Linked DNA regions of Sus scrofa: region 2 is linked to region 1. Evidence: chromatin contacts called from public Hi-C data. All regions are on one chromosome and are shown on one strand. Each heading gives the region's core, a stretch centred on a gene start, on an enhancer-like site or on the middle of the called end of the contact. The rest is flanking DNA. Distances are from core to core; before and after follow the strand shown.

Region 1 (3,864 bases), core at 591-3,090:
CAACAAATAAGATGCTGAGCTGAATGAGGCAGAAATAAAGATCAAGGTGATGGGTCTAAATAAAATCCTGTAGATTATCTGTAAAAGCTATTTTAAAATGGCACAGTTTGTCTCTGGACTATGAATTGGAAAATTCATAAATTAACAAACGTATGTGGACGGGCTTAGTCTTTATTGGGGGAAGTGAATAAATCCTTTATAGCTTACATGTGCCTCCTTTTCCCTCTCCTATTAAATTGGTCATCTTGCTGCCTGCATTTTCAGGAGCATAACTGGATTTTATGTGATCTAAATATACTGGCTAGGCTGTTAGCATCTGTTTAGGCAACTCTAATCCCGAATCCTTCATTGGCTCATATATTTTATTGTTAAACTTTTACTCTTTTTGAGGGTGCTGACCCTGACCACCTATGAAGCAAGCTCAGTAAATGTAATACCTGTCCTTAGGAATAGCTTTGGGAGAACTATTCATCCTTCAATACTTGGATCAGATGTTTTCCAGTCTGTCACACCTGATCCCCAGGCAGCTCTTCCCTTTTATTCATTCCCATAGCACAGCTCTATATGTTCCAGAGAGTATTTCTCACCTTCCCTGGTAATTAACTGTTCATGTATAGGTCTTTTCCAGAGATGATGGGTTCCCTAAGGACAGGGACCAGTTTATGGAAGCCACCACAAAACTCAGCACTGTTGCTACTGTTGCTGCTTTGCTTCTGGTTCATCTACTAATATACGTGCATGACAAGTCAGTGGGCAATTACTGATTCCTTTCAGCACTTCCCTAAAATCTTCTCTCATGTCATTTCAGCAGGAGGGAAACTGTGCGCAGTCTGCCTTTTATGATCCTGTGTGCTTAGGAAGAATAATTAAGGGCTCACTAAATTGATGTGGAAAGAGGTTTTTGTTTTGTTTGAGTGGTGTCTTTAAATATTTGTAAAAGGAGTTGCTTATTATTCATCCATTGCCAGCCCATTTAAAAGAAGTCACACAGCAGAGAAGAGGGGATTATATTCAATAAGAGATGCTAAATCAATGTTTAATTTAAGGGGAAGTTTGTGAGCAAATTGCTTCATTTTTCCTTCCTAAGAGAAAACGTGAGATTAGGAAACATTTTTTTTCTGAAAGAGGTTAATGGACTTGCAAATTCAAACAGTTATTTCAAAGTGTTGCCAGTAGTTATGTCTAAATTTTTTACATATTCTTAATTTTATAAAATAAGTGTAAGTTCATTTAAGAAATTTATAGTGAAATTCAGCATGCATTTACTTAAGGCTTACTATGTAGCTGGTACTATGTTGAAGGGGGGAGCAGATCGCATGACTAATGTTTCCCCCTCCAGAAACCATGTAGGCAGTGAATGGAAATACAATTTGCTAAGAGCCAGAAACCACAAGATTTGATTAATCCCACAAAAGGGGCTGAGATAGTCAGGGAGACTTCCCCGAGAGGCATGACATTTGAACTGGAATTTTACCGTCTGTGAAATCAGCAAGCTTTACGGTTTCTACCTCATGGCTTAGCTACATTGAAGCACTAAGAGATTTAGGCAATACTTACATAGAGTTTTTAGAATTGCAATTTTATTAACGGATCGAATATATCTTTTAATCTACTTTAAAGATAAAATTATTAGAGTAAATCAAAACGACTATTTTCTGTCATTATATTGACATCGCCCTAACCTATTGGGTTTCAGGCTTTGGTGAACTTCCAGATTATCAGCAAGGTTGTTAAAATGCAGATTCCTCCCCAAACTTGCTGCATCCCAGTGTCCTAGTATAGGAAGGCAATGTGCTTTTAATTGGGCTTCCACATGATTCTGGTTTAAGTACCATTACGTAAGCAGTTTGAGACGTCAGAGGTAAAACTTGACCTTGCAGGACCTTCTGTGGTTACTAATATTATCTTCTGATCTGACAAATGTTCCTCTTAAGGGGAGATGAGGAAACTTAACATTAGGCACTCTTTTTGTTTTAGGGATGCATATAGACGCTTTTTTTTTTCCTTCCCTAAAATTAGTATAGCACCAAACTTCCATTTTAGAGGTGAGAAAACTTAAGGTTTAGAGATATTAAGAGATCTGGCCATGGACACATTATCTAAGAAGTGGTGAAACCAGTAATGAATTTGCTGGCCCCTGCCTGTTGTCCACTTGCATGTATCCAGTTTATCTCTTTTATTGGGGAGATCAATGTTTAAAACTTTTTTCTACAATATAACTAAGTCATTTCCATTAAGAATAAAAAAAACCGCTATGGTGATTTTTCTCGATCCTGTGTTCTAACCTGGCTGAGGACACCTCAATTTCCAGAGAAGAAGAGAGCCAGTTTCTTGTTCACCTTCATCCAGTCCTCAGGCCTTTTGCTGTCCTTCCTGAGTCAGAGAGCAAACGTGGACAGATTTAAATCCATTGTGAACAGATCTAAACCCTAGCACTCACCATGCCTTGTAGTGTGTTCCCTGGGGCAAGCATTTTAGAGGTGAGGCATCCTTGCAAGTAATCCATTTGCTGATAGAATCCATCAGTTCTGTTTCTACAGACCACTCCTTTTGCAAATAGACAATTGGGATTTAGCCAAATGCAAAGAGGAAAACTTCTGATGTACTTGATCCATTACTTTGGCTAGTCAGTTTATGCCTGAGGATGACCTTGGGTGTAACCAGGATGAAGGTTGGGAGCACAGTTCTTGCAGATCTCTAGAGAGTTAGGAGAACACCAGGGCCTGAGATTGGTCAGCCTTGTTGAACCCTGAGATGACCCAAGGAACTAAAGGAATAGAATTTCTTTTTTTTTTTTTAACTTTTTTTTTTGCTTTTTTTTGTCTTTTTAGGGCCACACCCATGGCACATGGAGGTTCCCAGGCTAGGGGTCTAATCTGCGCTGTAGCCGCCGGCCTACACCACGGCCACAGCAATGTGGTATCCAAGCCTCGTCTGCGACCTACACCATAGCTCATGGCAATGCCAGATCCTTAACCCACTGAGCGAGGCCAGGGATCAACCCTGCAACCTCATGGATTTGTTTCTGCTGCGCCACGACAGGAACTCCAATTTTTTTTTTTTTTTTGTCTTTTCTAGGGCCGCACCCATGGCAAATGGAGGTTCCCAGGGTAGGGGTCCAATCAGAGCTGTAGCCGCTGGCCTACACCACAGCCACAGCAACTTGGGATCCTAGCTCACGGCAACATCGGATCCTTAACCCACAGAGGGGGCCAGGGATTGAAGCCGCAACCTTATGGTTCCTAGTCGGATTCGTTAACCACTGAGCCATGACAGAAATTGGCACAGGATTTCCGATTCCTGAGATGACAGAGGCACCAAAAGCATTATCAGAGGTGGGTGATATTTTAAGTGTTGTTTTGTTTTGTATATTTTTACTTATATTGGCAATTGTAGTCTCTAAAAATCCTGAAGGACATGAAGCAGGGTTTGCCCTGTTATTCCTTGAATAATGAGAACCCTTTAGTTCAAGAGTTGCTGTTCTTAAAAACACCCATGATCATTTATCAAAAACGAGTAATAAATGAAGTTTAAAAATTCAGCAACTGACTTAAGTCAACATCATTGTTAGGCAAATTTAAGTGTTTGTGTCTTTTTGGAAAAATTGATAAACACTGTGGTTGTGTAATCAGATTTTTTTTTTTGTCCTTGCATTTGACTGCTTGAAAATGGGTCTGCTTTTGCACATGCATCAGTGTGTGTGTACACCTCACTTCCAGTAACAACAATTTACTGTGTCTATGTTCATAGAGTTACAGAGCAGTGTTCCCTCAATTGTGGGACAGAGGTCATGAGGGGGGTCCCATTGCCTCCTCCAAAAGATACCATGACAGAGTCTCTGCTATATTTCTTCCCAGAAATCTC
Region 2 (3,864 bases), core at 413-2,912, 230 kb after region 1:
GGGCAGGACGGCCTGGCTGTCCCCTAACACATATGCTTCTATAAATACCCACTACCCAACGTGGTGGCGGTGGTGGTGGGGGGGTGTTTACCGGGTCAGGAAAAGGAGCGCTGGGAAGCAGGGACGGAAAAAAAAGGGAGAAGAGAGAAGGAAAGCAGTTAGGAGGAAGTGCCGAGGAAAAGAAGGGCAGGGGTGGGCGGGCTTCGGAGGGGAAGTGAGGGGCCCACGCCACGAATCTTCCTTTGTGGCTGCAGCTTTGGGCTCGCCCAAGTTCCAGAGGGCGGCGTCCCGGAGACGCCACTGGCCAGGGGCGTGGAGACACTCGCATTTCGACCTCTATATCCTCTCCCGGCCGCAGGATCCCCCAAGTCCGAGGGTTCGTGCCCCGGACCCCTCCCGCCCCGTCTCCTCGCGCTGCCCGCGGGCTGGATCTCACCGTGTGGGCTGCGGCGGCAGCGTTGCTGGCCCGGAGAGGCGGCAGGGCGATGGGGGAGGGCGGGCCGGTCCCCACTCCGCTCCGGGGGGCCCCTGCACCGAGCCCCGGGGAAGCCTGAAGCTGACGAACGGCGCTGTCCCCTCCTCGGCCTGGCAGCCACGCGCGGGAGGAGACAAAAGAGGGTCAAGGGGAAGAAAGTCACCCGGACCCCGTGGCCCCGCCCCACCCCTCTGGGCTGCGGAGCCCGCTCTCCCCCGGGCAGAGCCGGGACAGTAAACGCGGGCGGTCGGGGAGCGTTGGCAGGCCGGGGACGCGGATCCCCGGCGCGCCCCCGCGGGCGGGGCTCAGGCTGCTGCAAAGTTAAGTCGGGCCCCCGCGCGCAGGCGAGTTCGTGACCCCTCAGGGGAGCCCGGCAGGGGCGAGGCCGGCGGCACACGTTGCTGGCAGCTGCAGGCGGGGACAGGGGCTGCACCGCCAGCCTGGGCGCCGCCACCGCCTCGCCGAGCCCCGGGTGGGGAGGCCCCGGACGGCCCCTGCCGGCCCGCTCGGGGGAGCCTCGGGGGCCCGCGTGCAACAATGAGCCCAGCCGAGGCGAGGGCGCGCCGTCCGCCCCAGGATCCCTGCAGCCGCCCCGCCGCGGCGCAGACTTTGTTCGAGGTCCCGTTGGCAGCAGGCTCCCGCGCCACGAGGGCCGGCCCGGGGGCCGGCTGGGGCCACGGGGGCGGGAGCCCAGGGCGGCGCGGGGCCCGGGCCTCCTTACCGGTCGGGTAGGCGGCGGGAGCGGCGGCCGAAGGTTTCCTGGTTAACATGGCCGCTGGAGAGGAAAATGCATCTCAGGGCTGCCGTCTCCGCCGCCGCCCGTCCTGCTGCTACTTCTCGCGGCCGCCACCGCCGCCGCCTCCCGGTCGCCCTTCTCGCAGATCTCCGGCGCCTCCTCGCCGCCTCGCGTCAGCTACAGCCAGACACACACAGTCCACTGCATCCCCTCCGCCCGGGCCCGCCGCCGCGAGCCCTCCACTCTCCTCGCCGCCGCCGCCGTCCTCCTCTTCCTCGGGCGGCCGCAGCACCCCCCGGCCCGTGCACATGCCTCGCCCTCCCCGGCGCGCCGCGGGCCTCCCCGATTCCCTCACATAGGGCGCGGGGGAGCGGGCTGCGCCGCCTCGGCCGACTCGCTCGGGAGCCTCCTCCCGGGCCGCGCACGCGCGCCCCCGCGCACACTCGCCAGGCGCCCGCGCGCCGCGCGGCCGGGGAGGGCAGCCCCGCCCCCGCTCCCTCCGCTGCCAAGCAGGCCCCGCCCCCGGACTCCCCCCAGCCGCGCCACACACTCTCGCGCACACCCCTCCCCCACCCAGCCACCCACCGGAGTCCCTCCCTGCCACCCAATCATCTGCATAGCCACCCCTCCACGCGCTGGAAAACTCTGCCGCCTCCACTTGCTCGCCCTCAGCTTCCCTCCGGCCATCTGCACCTCTCCCTTCGGCTCCCCAGCTAACAACCTACTCCCCTCCCCTCCCTACTCCTCCTCGGCCTCGCCCGCCCCGGCTGCACCCCGCCTTCCCTACAGCGCAACCTACCGCTGCTTCCCTCCCACCGAAATCGCTGCAGAGACCCTGCCCTCCCCTTCCGAGAGCGCCCCCAAACACATGCATTTTCAGCTTTCCTAACTTAAAAGGCCGCTCACAAACAATACTGCCCCCCCACCCCCGCCTTCCCGGTCCCAGTGGCTTAACCACCCCCTTCCCACAAGTCATCATGTACATAACTTAATTGTGCGAGGGTCACCTCGGTAAGGTAAACCCAGCCCGATGGAGGGCCTTGCCTTAGCCTGGTGACCCCGAAAGTGGGCCGAGGAGAGGGCTGCACCTCCCACCTCCACCTCTACCACACACACTCCCTCCCCGATTTACTGACACCGAGTGACCGCTCTCCAGTCGCTAGGACAAGGGGAGGTTGAGAGGCGCGTGTGGACGGCTGCCGGGGAAGCAGTTGGCTGTGGGTTGCTAGGCAAAAATAAACATCAGAGACACCTCCCATTTCCTCACTACTCAGAGTCTTTCCCCTGCGTTGCCCATGGGAGAGACACACCTTCCTGAGAGACACCTTTAATTCTTTACATCCAAGTCTTTTTCCTCTTCCCAGACAAGACACGCAGAGAATTTCCCCGTCCTCTTCATTTGCCATATACAGCCTCTTACCCTTGCAGACTGAAAAACTGCTTGCGCATCTCGAACCCGCCTCTGTCATACATGACACGCGCCTTTATCCAAAGGTCACAGGTTTTTGTCACTTCAAAAGGGGTAGAGGAGGTCAGGCAATCCCTGATGACGGAGCTGCAACACTCCTTGCCTTGCGCTTTTTGAGAGGTGCCAGATTTCTGAAGTTCTGGGGACCTGGGTCCATTATCATCTGTCTTATGTATCCTAGGGCCCCTGGCTGGACCAAGTGTGCAGGCAGAAGCTAGTATAGACTCAAATCACAACCGGGCCACCTCCTGCGGAGTCCCATCGCCTCTACTGTTTGCAAATTGTCATAACAACCTCCCAGCAAGATCACACTCAGCTTTATACAAATGCCCCCAAATGAATGTTTCAAAGTTACAGTGTGACCCTCTCAGAGTCTGCAAAGCTCTATCAGGGGGAACAAGTATAGGGTGTATTTGCAGAGGGAATAGGCGGCAAAGAGAAGAATTGTGCCTCTTGACATGTCCCTCTAAAAAATCCTCTTGCTGCCTTCTCCTAATAGAGACACAGTGGAACTGTCAATCCAATAATAAGCCTTTATAAAAAAGAATTATGATCTGCTCTGGTCCCAGCAGGAAATATTCCCCTTTGTTTGTCATCAGAAGCTAAGACATTCAAAGGCACTTGGGGAAACATACTCAATGTTCAGAATTAACTAAAAGAAAAAGGATTACTTAGTAGCAGAGTTGAAGCTAGAACTCATTTTCTAACTCAGGCTCACTCTGCTCTCTTTTAACACCACCTAGGCTTCTTAAGAAACTTCACACCTCTTTTCCTTCTTTCCCTTTCAAAACAATTATTTTTGTACTGTTTTCTTTTTCTTAATGAGCCTTCCATAAAACGGATGTTCAAATGAAAAATGGGAAGTCAAAAATTCAATTTTAATATAACCTAGTGCCGCTTTTCACTTATTCTTACCACACTTCAATAGAAAAGCTAAATATGCTACTGCTTTTTCATCAATAAGAAAAACACTAACCACTGGAAGTCATAGTTTGTGAAATCTAAATTGGTAATATTAATTTCCACATTAAACATGAGGAAAAGGAGCACTGACTTTTTTTTTTTTGCAAAGCAACACAAAGAATCATTAACTTTAGTCAAAAGAAAAACTACATGTTTAGAGAACTTTTCCTAGTGTATCGTTTTATGATATGACAAATACAGTTTTAATTTTTTTATTTTTCA

The links. A called contact is a pair of places that touch in the nucleus more often than the background predicts.
Region 2: a contact with region 1 is called in a Hi-C map of skeletal muscle, with 6 times the contacts expected there. The contact joins the promoter of DYRK2 here to the enhancer-like site in region 1. A contact is called at or near these places in 4 of 5 promoter capture datasets (fetal liver, fetal skeletal muscle, liver and 1 more), 13 of 47 Hi-C or Micro-C datasets (brain, embryonic fibroblasts, fetal heart ventricle and 6 more) and 1 of 2 datasets of contacts at active chromatin or transcription factors (skeletal muscle).

What each region holds. Positions count from the first base shown.
Region 1 is chr5:32,275,322-32,279,185 of Sscrofa11.1, reverse strand. All of the region lies in intron 2 of LOC102166619 (a long non-coding RNA gene), which reads left to right. Among named protein-coding and RNA genes, the nearest start is that of IFNG, 210 kb to the left of the region's middle. Within about 2 kb of position 1,840, at least 2 of the 83 cell types and tissues checked have an H3K27ac peak or open chromatin away from gene starts, as enhancers often do. A contact at or near this core is called in skeletal muscle, where this site is marked.
Region 2 is chr5:32,045,412-32,049,275 of Sscrofa11.1, reverse strand. DYRK2 (dual specificity tyrosine-phosphorylation-regulated kinase 2) reads right to left here and starts at 1,662. Exons shown (of 3, transcript XM_021091961.1): 1 at 1,197-1,662; 2 at 437-585. The coding sequence starts at 1,245.